Regions from separate parts of the Mus musculus genome. Here regions 1, 2 and 4 are each linked to region 3. The links are chromatin contacts, called in public promoter capture Hi-C maps. All regions are on one chromosome and are shown on one strand. Each heading gives the region's core, a stretch centred on a gene start, on an enhancer-like site or on the middle of the called end of the contact. The rest is flanking DNA. Distances are from core to core; before and after follow the strand shown.

Region 1 (3,416 bases), core at 875-3,374, 860 kb after region 3:
GAGATGAGGCAGTGGCTAAAAGCACTGGCTGTTCTTCCAAAGGACCTGGGTTTGATACCTAACACACACATGGCAGTTCACAACTCCAGTTCTAGGGGACCTAATGGCCTTCTGGGCTCTGTAGACAGTGCATTCACATGGAGTGCACAATCATAAAAACAGGCAAAACCCTCGTTTACATAAAATAAAAGGAAAGCATTTCTTTTCTTTTCCTTTCCTTTTCTTTTCAGGATAGTGTCTCACTATGTAGCCCTGGCTGGTCTCAAACTCAGGAAAATCCATCTACCTCTGCGCCCAGTTCTGGGATCAAAGATGTGTCTACCATACCCCTTTAAATAAATCTCCTTCTGGGGGCTTTCAAATGTCCTACGTTCTTTGTGAATTTTACATCATGCACCCTAATCCCACCCATCCCCCCCCTCGTTACTTTAAATAAATCTTTTTTTTTTTGCCACTGCCCAGCTAATAAATCTTAATCTCCTTAGAGATATTTAGTGAAATTCGATGCAGCCTGGACTACATGTCACCTTGCCTCAAAAAAATACAATAATCGTTGGGGTGGTGGCGCACGCCTTTAATCCCAGCACTTGGGAGTCAGAGGCAGGCGGATTTCTGAGTTGGAGGCCAGCCTGGTCTACAGAGCTAGTTCCAGGACAGCCAGAGCTACACAGAGAAACCCTGTCTCGAAAAGCCAAAAAACAAAAACGAACAATGGGGCGGGGGGGGGGGGGTAATAAGTGCTAGGTGTGGTGGTGCACACTTTTAATCTCAACACTTGGGCGGCAGAGGTTGGCGGATCTTTGTGAGTTTGAGGCTAACTACATAGCGAGTTCTATAACAGCAAGGGCTACATACTGAGACTCGGTCTCAAGCAGAATAAAATATTTTAATTGCTTCAAGGAACCTTCAAGGGTCCAAACCACTACTGCTCATTCCCCTCCTCACCATTGTCTAGAAATCCGACCTCAACTCTCACTAACACAGGGAACCCCAAGTTCCCCCTCACTTGGTCCGCATCACTCCTCTACTGCGGAACTACATTTTCTACAACCAGCCAGGATGAGGGAGACAGTACAAGGCATCCTGGGAAATGTAGTTCGTCTTCCAACCTAGGCGTTCAAGAGCGCTGTTAATGATTGACAGGGATTCGGAGTGCGAAACCTTATCCTACCTCCCTCAGAACTGCAAATTTCTCCCACAAGAAGGAAACTTGGCGACGCGACCCCTCACCGCCTGCAGCTTACCTCAAGAGCGGTTATCCGGCTTGTCGTTGCTTCAACTACGTCCCGAACCGGAAAAAGAGTACTGTTTTTAAACTCTACTCCTCCTACTTCCGCCCGACAGGAGGAGACCGGAAATAATTCTGCCCCTAGTCGCGGAGGCGCTTCGCCTGGCTTGGTAAGTGCTTTCTTCTTCTCTTCCATCCCCCCGGAAACGTGAGTGACTACTCGAAGGTTCCGGTGAGCGAAAGTGGTTTGACTCTGGGAGACACCCTAGCCTGTTCTAGGCATTACCCAGAGCGGGGCAGTTGCTTTGAGTCTCTTCAAGTTTGAGTTTGGAGACTTAACTCTGTCACCCGAAGAGACTGATATCCAGTTCCCCAAATATATTACTTATTTTTTCCCCCATTGCATCTTAAGAGTCGATAAGTGAGAACTCTTTCCCCTATTATAGAAAAAACAATTTTCAAAGATCTCGAGACTAAACTGTTCAAGTTATCCTCAGGAAACAGATTTATTGTGGTACCGCCCAGTTATTCTAGGAACCAAAGAATTCCCTTCCCACCAGTGTGTAGATCTCTTGAGACCTAAGATTTATTTTCCTGGCTCTGCCAAGTCGTCTGTAGAGAGAGACTCGGGCTGGACAAGTAGGGAAGAGGAGACTCTAATAAAGCCCCCTAGATCCCTCCATGGTGTCGGAAAGCCTTGTTTCTTCTGTGTGGGGCCGTGGCACTGAAGACCTTGATCCTATGGTCCCTTTAAGTACTTTGTCCCTTACCTGAGTCCCTCCCAAAGAAGGTAATCAGTAGCCCCGCCCCCTCGCCAGTAGCCGGCTCGGGCCTAGTAACCCAGGAGGAGCTCCCCTCCTCTCCTCCCCTCCCCTCTTGCCTACCCCTTTGCACAGCTGGCTACTCTGACCCAGAGGGCCTTCGTTAAAGAAGAGAGGCAGAGCTCCCAGCCCTGGCCAGGTAAGTGGGTGCATGCTCCCCGAGAAACTCCTGGGCAGAGGATCTGGTGTCCTGATTCCCCACGTTATTGGGATCTAGAAACTTGGGACCCAAGCTCTAGGCTGTGGATCCCCAGGGCTCTGTCTCCTCAAGCCTTCAAGACCTAGAAATATACGACCTGATCTGTCGTGTAGTCTCTGATCTCTGAGGCTCGATGAGGCAACAGGTAGAGGGAGGCTGACTTGGAATGTAATCTGCTGGGCTGGAAGGGAAGAGGGTTGATGATGAGCTTGTTTAAATGCCTACTGTGTGTTGTCAGGTTTGTGATAGGTAGAGAAAGCAAGCCTCAGCAACTGTGTGCTTATCATTGTCACCTCCAAAGTCCTCCTCTGACATTCGAAAACCTGGTACAATAGGCAAATGACTTTACTACCTGGTAACACGTTCTTCACCTATAAAAATGGCAGGAGTAATAGGACTGGCTTGAAAATTAAGATGAGCCAGGCAGTGGTGGCACACCTTTAATCCCAGCGCTTGGGAGGCAGAGGCAGGCAGAGTTCTGAGTTTGAGGCCAGCCTGCTCTACAGAGTGAGTTCCAGGACAGCCAGGGCTACACAGACAGAGAAACCCTGTCTTGATAAAGTCCTGAGTTGATAAAGACCCACGGTGTCTGGCATGGGACACGAGTTGGTTACTTGCTTTTATCATGATGGCAGAGTGCGGGCAGGGAGTCCTGGCCTCCTAACTCCGCTGCAGCATTTGTCATCTGGGAGTCCACACAGTATGAGGGGCCGTCCTTCCCTGCTCTTAGTCTATATGGGATTGGCCACCTGCCTGGACACCTCACCTCACAGAGAGCAAAACCAAGGTGAGTGTTTGAGTCTCTTCAAGTTTGAAGGTGAGTGTTTGGAGAAGAGCCTTGCAGAGGTTTAGTTCTGCCTCTCCCTAGCCAGGAGACTTCCTAGATTCCTGGACCCGGACGCTTCTCCCTCAGATCCTAGGGTCTGTGCCCCGGCTTCTCCCCTCAGATCCACATGGTCACCCCCTGCTTCAGAAGTAGAGTTCCAGACTCCAGTCTTCCTCCTTCATGCCCAATGGTGAAAACTCTGTCCCCTCTTGCTCAGGGTTCTCCAGGCCTGGTCCGTACCCCTAGGACCCCATAGTTCTTTGTCTTCTTTGTCCTCTATCCTAAGGACTCTGCTTTTGACTCTGATGTCCTTAGTTCTTGACATCTTCCTGGATGCCCCAG
Region 2 (3,197 bases), core at 141-2,640, 800 kb after region 3:
TGGGATGAATCAGTTGAGCTTCAGTGTTGAAAATGAGTAGCAGGGCTGCCCCACCCACCTGACCAAGTACCCTATTCTGCAGCTATGAAAATGAGATCTGCACATGAGCTGGGGTTCACAAGTGCACACTTGGAGCACTGCCTTGCTCCTTCCCAGCAGACCACAAAGCAGTATTTTTCTGGAGGATTTTATGTGCTAATAAATTATTTGACTTAAGTGTGTACGATGTGTGCTGTGCAGAGAGGGGCAGAGGGCACCAGCAGGTCATCTGCATGGGGGGCCCCTTTGGGTGAATCCTTGCTCACGGGATAGGCTTTGTTGCTCAAAAGTTGCAGATATACATCTTGGGTCCTGTCCTAGATGGTGTTACTGTAAGTCAGCACCAAGATACAAGAGCTGGTACCTGGACTGTAGGAGGTCAGGCCATGACACAAAGGCTGGGACTAAAGGCATTTACCACGCCTGAGTCTTCTGGTTCTTTAAACATCAAATCCTTCCGGGGGCTGGCGAGATGGCTCAGTGGTTAAGAGCACAGACTGCTCTTACGAAGGATCCGAGTTCAAATCCCAGCAACCAAATGGTGCCTAACAACTATCCATAATGAAATCTGATGCCCTCTTCTGGAGTATCTGAGAACAGCTACAGTGTACTTACATATAATCTTAAAAATGCTTCCCATGTTAACCACCACTAGAGTTTTTATTACAGCTAGCTGACCTGGAAGCCAAGTCCTTATGCCTCCGTGAGTGCTGGGGTTAAAAAGATCCAGCACCACTCAAAATGTCAATCTATTTTGAAAATATGCTTTATACTGTTCTAGCCCATCTGTGCAGGGCTAGAACGGTGAATACGAGAAACTGACACAAGCTTTTGCCACCTGGCTAAATGGTTCCTCTATTACCTGGGGTGGTCACCTAAGGTTAGACACTCATCCACGAGTAGTCAGGACATAAACCCATCAAAGTGTGGGTAGACGCGCAGCCTGAGATACTGTCAACAAAGGACATGCGACCTTGGTGACGTCGGCCTTTAATAAAAGGAAGAAAGGTTGACTATTCGGTCGACGCTGGCTGCTCCTGACATCGTATGGCAGATACTCTGCTGTAAAGCGGTTCACCCCTTTCTTGAGACCCGCTCTGCACGGCCGCTTCTCTCTGGAAACTGAATCCCAGCACGTGTTTCCCAACCCGTACGGCACGCCTTCTCCGCCCTAAGCCTCGCCGTACCACATGATGCACGTTTCCTCCACATCGTGCTCCTGAAATCTCGCGAGATGATAGGATCTTCCCGCCCCTTAGTCCTCCCCCGTCATGGCGGCGTACGGACAGTCCCAGGAACGCGGGCTCTCGCCGGAAGTACCTCCCACCTCCGTGAGGATAACCCCGCGTCACTTCCGCCCCGACCTCGCGTGGTGAATAAGGAAGCCGGGAGCGGCCCTGCCTCTCCCTTTCTCCGGCGGCCGGGAAGATGGCGGACATTCAGGTTCGAGCGTTTAGTTGCTTTCCCCCGACGCTTCGGTGTGGAGCGTATCCCTTGGCGTCCTCGTTGTCTTACGCATTAGCTGAAGCGAGGATGCCTGCGAATGCCTTCGTCTCAGGCGGCTCGGAAATCCGGGCTCTACGCAGTAATGGGGTCCCTGGCGCTTCGGGAGTTGGTTCTTAAAGCTCAGAGCTTAACGGGTGAGGGATTGTGGCGGGAGGAGGGCATCCTGCGGCGCGGGAGTCCTGCGGCGGCAGAGCCGGGGACACTGGGTAAAGCAGGTTTTTTCCCCTTGATGGAGACTGAGGCCCGGACCTCGTGCGCTCTACGGCAGGGCTGCGGTCCCGACCTCGCTGTAGTTTTCAGTGTGAGCGCAGCTCTGGCCTCGATGAGCTTAGGCTTGTCTTAAACTTGCCATCCTGCCTCAACCTCAACCGGGATGACAGATCCGGCCCACCAGGCTCGGCTACGTGGACATAAGCTTGAATCCCGAATGAGTGGATTTGTATGTTTTGGAGGTCCAGTCTGGCTGAAAAGCTCTTTTTGATCTCAGCCGTGAGTTCTGCAGGCTGTGGAGGTGTTAGATGGGACGCAGTGTGTGAGCTAAACTAGACTTGGGGTGGTTGGAGAGCCCTGACCAGCCGGTTTTGGCGATTGGGGCAAATAAGGTTGAAGGTAGGAAGGAAGAAATATTGTCTCTGATTTCCTTGAACTTTACCTGCAACCTCACCAAATTCTCATCCCTACAGACGGAGCGTGCTTACCAAAAGCAGCCTACGATCTTTCAAAACAAGAAGCGGGTTCTGCTGGGAGAAACCGGCAAGGAAAAACTCCCTCGGTACTACAAGAATATCGGTCTAGGCTTCAAGACGCCTAAAGAGGTACAGGACCCTCCAGCAGATGAGATCCCTGCTGCCCTGCACGTGTGGGAGCACAGCCACCCCGCCCCCTTCACAGTGGCTTCCCATGGGCCCCTGGGAATTGTAGTATGGGCCCTGAGGCGTCATCCTTGGTTCTGTTTAGGAAGTGGTAATCTAAACCCCACTTTCTTAACTTTGCAGGCTATTGAGGGTACCTACATAGACAAGAAATGCCCCTTCACTGGTAACGTCTCCATCCGAGGTCGGATCCTGTCTGGTGAGTGGGATGTTGGAAGGGTGGTTCTAGGTTCCTGCGTCCAGGGGCGCTGGCAAGTGATGTCTGTTCTCACGATGGTCTTCAGATGTCCTCTAGGGCACTGCTGAGACAGCCAGTTGACAAAGCTGATGCCATAAATGGAGCTTCTTGGGAGCCCCGTTCAACTGACTCCTACCTGCTAACACCTTTCTGTTACTCTCCCAGGTGTCGTGACGAAGATGAAGATGCAGAGGACCATTGTCATCCGCCGGGACTATCTCCATTACATCCGAAAGTACAATCGCTTTGAGAAGCGTCACAAGAACATGTCTGTGCACCTGTCCCCCTGTTTCAGGTGACTCTGGTAGCTTGGGATAATGACTCTAGACAAGACAGTCACTGGCTAGGCTGGAGGTGTCCCATGGGCAGAGCAGTGTGGGGTCCAGGAGTGTGTAGACTGCTGTGTGAACGTCTGGGAACTAGAAGTTGTAGTTTGTTAGTCTTAGCAACTGCGTAGATGGTGACTGGTTGGGTGGAGCAAGGGTGGCCCCCACCCCTTTGGCCTGTCTGGATGAAGGAATTGCTGGGGAGGCCCCTCCTGA
Region 3 (3,188 bases), core at 431-2,930:
AGTGAACCAGAGGACAAAGTCTGTGCTGGGCTTTTCTGAGACTTCCTTTGTCAATGCAATTTAATCTGATTCTCTTCACTTTCGCCTTAGCCTCAGGCAGACTCTTCAGAAAAAAAAGGGCAAAAGTCAGTCACATTCTTCACCAAAATACCACAAAAAAAGTCTCTAGGCCATATACTCACATTCTTCTCTGAAAGCTTTTGAGCCAGGCCCCCACAGTTCAACTCATCCTCAGCACCAATGTCTTCTATGTTCCTACCAGGATGGCCCTTGAAGCCCCACTAAAAGCATTCCACTGCGTTCCAAAACGTCCCCAAATCCACATTCCTCCAAACAAAATCATGGTCAGACCTAGCAAAGCTATACCCCACTCCTGGTACCAATTTCTAGCTTAGTTAGGGTTTCCATTGCTGTGAAGAGACACCATGACTAAGGCAACTCTTATAAGGACAACATTTAAATGGGGCTGGCTTACAGGTTCAGAGGTTCAGTCCATCATGGCAGCATCCAGGCAGGCATGGTGCTGGAGGAGCTGAGTTCTATATATGTCTTTTTCCAGAGGCAAACAGGAAAAGACTGACTCCCAGGCACCTAGAAAGAGGGTCTCAAAGCCCACCTCCACAGTGATACACTTTCTCCAACAAGGCCATACCTACTCCAACTAGCCACACCTCCTCATAGTGCCACTCCCTGGGCCAAGCAGATACAAACCACTACACCATCCTTTCAATCTTTCCTACCAGCTTCCCACCCTCAGCTGAGAACTGACCCAAACCATGTCCACACTCCTACCCCAGCCACCCTAGCCATTTTTTTTTTTTTTTTGAGACAGGGTTTTACTATGTAGGGTTTTACTATGTAGCCCTGGTTGGTCTCAAACTATCTCCGCCTCCCCAGCAGAGATGAAAGATGTGTGCCGCCACACCAGTCCTTTTCTCTTTCTGTTTTAGTGTAGGAAGGTCCCAAGGGAGTTGCTTTTCTTCTCCCACCCCCTGGGTTCCCGAGTGGCACTCAGGCCGTCAGTTTGGTGCCAAGAGCCTTTACTAGGTAAGCCATCTCACGGGTCCTCCCCTAGCTCTCTTCTGGATGTTCTGGACCCCATTCAAACCACTCCTGAAGTCCAATGTCTGCCTAGACATCCCACTGCCTGGCTTGGCCCCACCACAGGCCAAGATCCCCCTGTTTGGGCTCGAATCTGCCCCCAGGAGAGGGCGCTCCTGGGAGGCCTCCCACCCCTGGCTCTGGAACTTGAAGAAGCTGAGAACAGAAAAGGAACTTCGGAGGAGATGGGGAATCATGAATTACCTGATCCCTCCAGGAAGATCTCGCTTCCTTCTTCGGAGCGGGCGCTCCTGGTGGGTGGACCCAAACGCATCCTCGACATAGCGGTGGAGCTCCTGCAAGGGCACACCAGCCTCAGAGAGCGCAAGCCAGCGCACAGAGCGACCAAACAGCACTGCGGCCTCTCTGAGCCTCGACCCTTCAAGGACTACTGGGATATCGCTCACCCCAAAAACACACAATCTGGACCCTGCGGCTTGACTCAGACTCGGTCCCTGGGCAGCTTCTCCGCACCTCGGAACCCCGGCCGGATTGGGGTGGGGTGGGAGGCGAGGTCAAGGTTCTACCTGCTTGAGTGCCTGACCAGTCGCTGTAGCTCCACTCTCACTGTTGTAGTCTGGTTACTGGGGAGACAAGGGGCCAATAAGGCCTGAGGACAGCGGAAGGGGCGGGCAGGAGAGATCAGTGGAAGACTCAGCCAACTTTAGTCTTGGACCCAGAGGAGGCCAGGCCAGAGCAGGGGCAGGCCAGAAGACGGGCCTGAGTGGGCGGGGGCAGGGCTGAGAAGACCCTAGAGAACAGCGGTTCTCAACCAGTGAGTCGCGACCCCGTTGTAGCCTCCAACGACCTTTTCACAAGGAGTCACCAGAGACCATCGGACAACACAGATGTTTGCATTACAATACATAACTGTAGCAAAACTACAGATATTTATGAAGTAGCAACAAAAATAATTTTACGGTAGGGCGGGTAAACACAACATAAAGAACTATATTAAAGGGACGCAGCATTAGAAAGGTTGAGAATCCCCGCCATAGAAAGAGCCAGGGGAGTCAAGGGAGTGGAGGTTAGGAGAGCGGGGAAGGGGAGGAGCATAGGTAGGATCAAGGGCGGAGCCTGGGGAAGATCTCATTGTAAAAGGGGAGGGGAGAAAGTGTAGTACTAAGAGGCGGAGCCAGAGGCTGTTAATAAAAGGAGGAGGGGCTCGGATGCTATAAGGGGCAGGATTGCAAGCAGAGGGTGGCATCAGTCCTGTACAGAGCGTTAACTATAGGGGAGAGATGCTCACGGTCTGTAAGGGGCGGGGACTAGAAGGGAGCGGCCGGCGAGTTTAGTGAGAAGGCGGGGCCTTGGGTTTGGGGGCGGGGCGGGCCCTGTTATTTAAAAAGAGCCAAGCGAGGTGCTGGAGATTGACTTGAATGCCTGGGAGGGACACTCGTGGGGCTCGGGACTATGGGCAGTGGAAACTGAAGGGAAACGTTTAGAAGACTAGACTTTGGGACTAGGCAGGGTCCTTCGGGGTCCAAGAAGTGCGTGCCTTGGACTGGTTATTTGGGAAATTCATGGTTTGGAGGAACGCTCACCACGATCTCAGTTCCTACACAGGTTCACTACGCATGCGCAACCAACGGTTTGGGGCCACGCAGGGCAGAGCCGGAAGTGGGAGTGGGCGGAACCTCCAGCGGTCCCATCTGGCCAAGCTCTTCATCCCACGTGGTCCTCTTGCAAGCGGGCTGTGGACGCCACTGCCTGAAGGCTGGGTGTGCCCGACGCCTGCGGTTTCCTGTGGGAGGAAGTGCTGCGATGCCGCGCTCCTTAGAGGCTTGGGCAGGGGAGATCCCACCACCCCTACCTCTAGTGTCTCCAGATACTTCCACTTCTATTGGGCACTATTGTTGGGGATTCCCTAAACGCCTCCCCTAGGCACCCCAAGTACCGAACTTTTTCAACTCTCAAGGAATATTAAAACATCCCAGCTGGCTTCTCAGCCAGTGGAGCTTCCTTGCTCCTGGTCCACACTCCTCCCAGGCCTGGGATGCAGCCTCCTGTCCCTGCAATCATGGAGAAGTACAAGCTTCCATCCCAGCCCCCCAATTTTGTCCTCAGTGACCCACTCTCTACTCTCT
Region 4 (3,406 bases), core at 304-2,803, 690 kb after region 3:
AAACGGTGTTCCATCCCAGACCCCACAGGAGGAAGGGAAGATAAGCTAAGTGTCTCAACCTATCTGTCCGATTATTGGGACAATGAAGCACAAAGAAAGGGGAATCTCCCCCTAGGAATCTCATGCTGGGAAAGGGAAAAGATGCCAACCAATGGTTAGCGTGTCCCTGAATAGGATTTCACACGGCTCTAAGAGCTTGGGCGACCACAGGTTGAGGTTGAAGCCCAGACGATGGTGGGTCAGTGGTGGGTAGGACCGCATGGTGGACTGCATAGACATGCATAACATTAGCCTTCTATTTACACCTCAGTCTCAGTGAGGGACCCCAAAAATGAATTGAAGGGGATCACCAGATCGCTTTGTGCCCTTCTAAATGTGACCACACTGTGTGTAAACCTTTTTCTGTTTCCTCTAGAAATTTGGTTCTTTTACTTGGCTTATTGGAGATGGCAGAACCTGCCTTGGAGCACAGCCTGTGGCAGGAGAGGCCCAGTCCCGAAAATTTATCTATCTTCTGCCCTCTATAAGCACCATGTGGCGCAGACATACACACACACACACATCGTTAAAATTTTTTTAAAAAAAGATGAACAGCTTCCAATGTTGTCCTCTGGCCTCCAAAGGCGCGCGCGCGCACACACACACACACACACACACACACACACACACACACACTAACACATACAAATACACATACAGAAAGAAAATAGATGAGACATGTCTCAGAAGGCAGCTGCTGTCCCAGAGAACTAGGCTTTGGGTAGATAGGTGATAGGAACTTCCCACATTAGAAATCTGTGAGGAACTGGGGACTTGACAAGTGTCAGGGACTTCTTTCTGGGCACATCATAGGAAACTTTGAAGATGCTAGGTATGCTCAAGTGACCCCCACTCCAGTGCCTGGCTTTTCTGGGGCCTCCTCCCCTCAGGTTTCTCCGCAGAGGTAGGAAGTGCCATCTGAGGTTCACTTCCTCCACCGGATATTCAGGCACTGCCTCGCTGCCCTCCTCACTCCTGGGACTGTCACACCTCCTCTGCAGCCCTTTCACTTCCCCAGGGGTCCAACCCTGGCCCCCAAGCACATCGGAGCACCTGCTCTAGAAGAAAGAGAGCAAAGAGAGAGACCCAGGGAAAGAGACACACAGGACAGAGACCGCAAAGGCCCAGAGAGACAGAGACAGAGAGGCAGAGACAGCGCGGTGGCTCGAGGCTAATGGGTGCTAAGCAGAAGATCACAGGGTGCAGGGGGCGGAGCCAGTAGCCAGTGAGGTCAGAGTGTCTGTGAGGTTGAACTCTGCAGAAACAACCTTGAAGTCCCAGGACCCACGTGAGTGGAAGTCCATCAGAAGCCCCTGTGCGCCCTGCCTGAGCTATGGACACCTGCGAGGAACCCATTGTGTCCCTGGCACCCACATATTCCAAGGACCCTCAGGTACTGCTGTGCACTCGATGGAACCCTGAAGAAGATAGGGCCCCCGCTGACAGTCACTAAATGAACAGGGCGGGGTGGAGCTCCACCCCCCCGGAACTTCCTCTTTCTCTGCCGGTTTCCTTTGTGCCTCTCAGTCTCTGTCTTTCTTTGCCCACTATTCCCCTTCCCCCCTGCGGCCAACACCTCTTCTGTCTGGGTTTCTCGAGTGGGTCATTCCCCATCTAGGCGAAGATGTCCGCCCAAGAGAGTTGCCTCAGCCTCATCAAGTACTTCCTCTTCGTTTTCAACCTCTTCTTCTTTGTGAGTCTACTCATGGCTACCCAGCCGGGGTTCCAGGGCCACAGTGGCCCTTGATCCGCCCTAGCCTCATTTCTTCTCTTCCCCTAGGTACTAGGCGGCCTGATTTTCTGCTTCGGCACCTGGATCCTCATTGACAAGACCAGCTTCGTGTCCTTTGTGGGTGAGGGGGGCTGCGCAGTAGGGGAGGGTCTTTGGACTTGAACCCAGAATCCCACCCCAAGGCATCTCCTGATATCTCACTCGCCCTGGGGAGGCCCTCAATAGCTACTATCTTCCCAGGTAGGGCTCCAGCTCTGACTGGCACCCCACTGGCACTGCCAGTAAGCTGGATGTGTGCTGGTAAGTAGGAAGTGTAAAGCAGATGTAGCCGGTCATGCCTGTCATCCCAGCACGCAGGAGGTGGGAGATCAGGAGTTCCAGGCCATCCTAGACTACACAGTGGGTTGGAGCCCAGGCTGGATAATGAGGTCCTGCCTCCAAAACAACCACAGCACCATGAGGTCGCGGTTAGGAACAGTAATAACAGAAATAATAGCTATTTCTCAAATACTTCCTGTGTCTCATTTTGGACTGGAACTCAGAGACTCTCCCTTGTTGAGGTTCAGAGAAGGGAAGTCTTTTGCTGGGTGTCACACAGCCAGGAAGGGGAAGAGCAAAAATAAAGTAATAATAACAAGGAAACCATTTAAGGAGGGGACACCAAAACCATAGCAACTCAGACTCACCACATTGACCGCTGAATTGAACAGCGTTTTCATTCGAACCTCGCTCAGAACAATTCTAGGATATATGTGGTGGCCCACACCTGACATTCCAGCATGGGGAGGTGTAGGTGGGAAGATCACAAGGTTCCAGGTTACCCCTGGCTACTGAGTCCGAGGCCAGCCTGAGTTACCTGAGACTCTGTCTCAAGAAAAAAGAAAAAAGGAAAGGAAAGGAAAGGAAAGGAAAGGAAAGGAAAGGAAAGTCCAGGAAATCGATCCTTTATTTCTTTGCCCTCAAAAAGTTTAAGAAATGGATTCAGCTGGGCATGGTGGCACATGTCTTTAGTCCCAACACTTGGGAGGCAGAGGTGGGCAGATCTCTGTGAGTTCAAGGCCACCTAGAGTACAGAGTTCCAGGAAGGCCAGGGCTGTTACACAGAGAAATCTTCTCTGAGAGAGAGAGAGAAAGAGAGAGAGAGAGAGAGAGAGAGAGAGAGAGAGAGAGAGAGAGAGAGAGGAGAAAGCACCTCAGCGTGGGGCAGAAGCAGAGGCCCACCCAGGCAGATTCAGAGGAAGGGACACGGGGATCCAAGAGTCACGGCCTTCCTGGGTGGCCGAGTGGAGCTGCTGTCCTCTCCTCCACCCACTCTCACTGCTTGTCACCACCTCAGGTTTGTCCTTCGTGCCACTGCAGACTTGGTCCAAGGTCCTGGCTGTCTCAGGTGTCCTCACCATGGCCCTGGCTCTCCTGGGCTGTGTGGGGGCTCTAAAGGAGCTGCGCTGTCTCCTGGGCCTGGTGAGTGGCATTCCCCACCCCCCGTTTCGGGCCAGCCCCTGGGAGACCCGAGGGGCTGAACTCCCCCTCCACTCTGTCCTCAGTATTTTGGAATGCTGCTGCTCCTGTTTGCCACACAGATTACCCTGGGCATCCTCATTTCCACTCAGCGGGTCCGGGTGAGTTTACTAACAT

What was found. Promoter capture Hi-C pulls out the DNA fragments that hold promoters and counts their contacts.
Region 1: a contact with region 3 is called in a promoter capture Hi-C map of pre-B cells, with 4 times the contacts expected there. The contact joins the promoter of Prrg2 here to the promoter of Ccdc114 in region 3. A contact is called at or near these places in 2 of 39 promoter capture datasets (liver and pre-B cells) and 1 of 115 datasets of contacts at active chromatin or transcription factors (pancreatic cancer cells).
Region 2: a contact with region 3 is called in a promoter capture Hi-C map of pre-B cells, with 4 times the contacts expected there. The contact joins the promoter of Rps11 here to the promoter of Ccdc114 in region 3. A contact is called at or near these places in 2 of 39 promoter capture datasets (neutrophils and pre-B cells), 1 of 115 datasets of contacts at active chromatin or transcription factors (memory CD8 T cells) and 1 of 9 other capture datasets (pancreatic islet).
Region 4: a contact with region 3 is called in a promoter capture Hi-C map of neutrophils, with 3 times the contacts expected there. The contact joins the promoter of Cd37 here to the promoter of Ccdc114 in region 3. A contact is called at or near these places in 4 of 39 promoter capture datasets (the C10 cell line, liver and neutrophils).

What each region holds. Positions count from the first base shown.
Region 1 is chr7:45,060,360-45,063,775 of GRCm38.p6, reverse strand. Prrg2 (proline-rich Gla (G-carboxyglutamic acid) polypeptide 2) reads left to right here and starts at 2,124. Exons shown (of 7, transcript NM_022999.1): 1 at 2,124-2,188; 2 at 2,884-3,035; 3 at 3,390-3,416. The coding sequence starts at 2,951. Nosip (nitric oxide synthase interacting protein) reads right to left here and starts at 1,347. Exons shown (of 9, transcript NM_025533.3): 1 at 1,245-1,347.
Region 2 is chr7:45,122,582-45,125,778 of GRCm38.p6, reverse strand. Rps11 (ribosomal protein S11) reads left to right here and starts at 1,390. Exons shown (of 5, transcript NM_013725.4): 1 at 1,390-1,482; 2 at 2,229-2,360; 3 at 2,541-2,616; 4 at 2,821-2,950. The coding sequence starts at 1,468. Rpl13a (ribosomal protein L13A) reads left to right here. Exons shown (of 8, transcript NM_009438.5): 8 at 1-216. It overlaps Snord35b (small nucleolar RNA, C/D box 35B), which reads left to right and starts at 2,668; the gene lies at 2,668-2,754.
Region 3 is chr7:45,922,707-45,925,894 of GRCm38.p6, reverse strand. Ccdc114 (coiled-coil domain containing 114) reads right to left here and starts at 1,680. Exons shown (of 15, transcript NM_001364168.1): 1 at 1,509-1,680; 2 at 1,306-1,397. The coding sequence starts at 1,375.
Region 4 is chr7:45,236,986-45,240,391 of GRCm38.p6, reverse strand. Cd37 (CD37 antigen) reads left to right here and starts at 1,553. Exons shown (of 8, transcript NM_007645.4): 1 at 1,553-1,732; 2 at 1,820-1,892; 3 at 3,108-3,232; 4 at 3,316-3,390. The coding sequence starts at 1,664.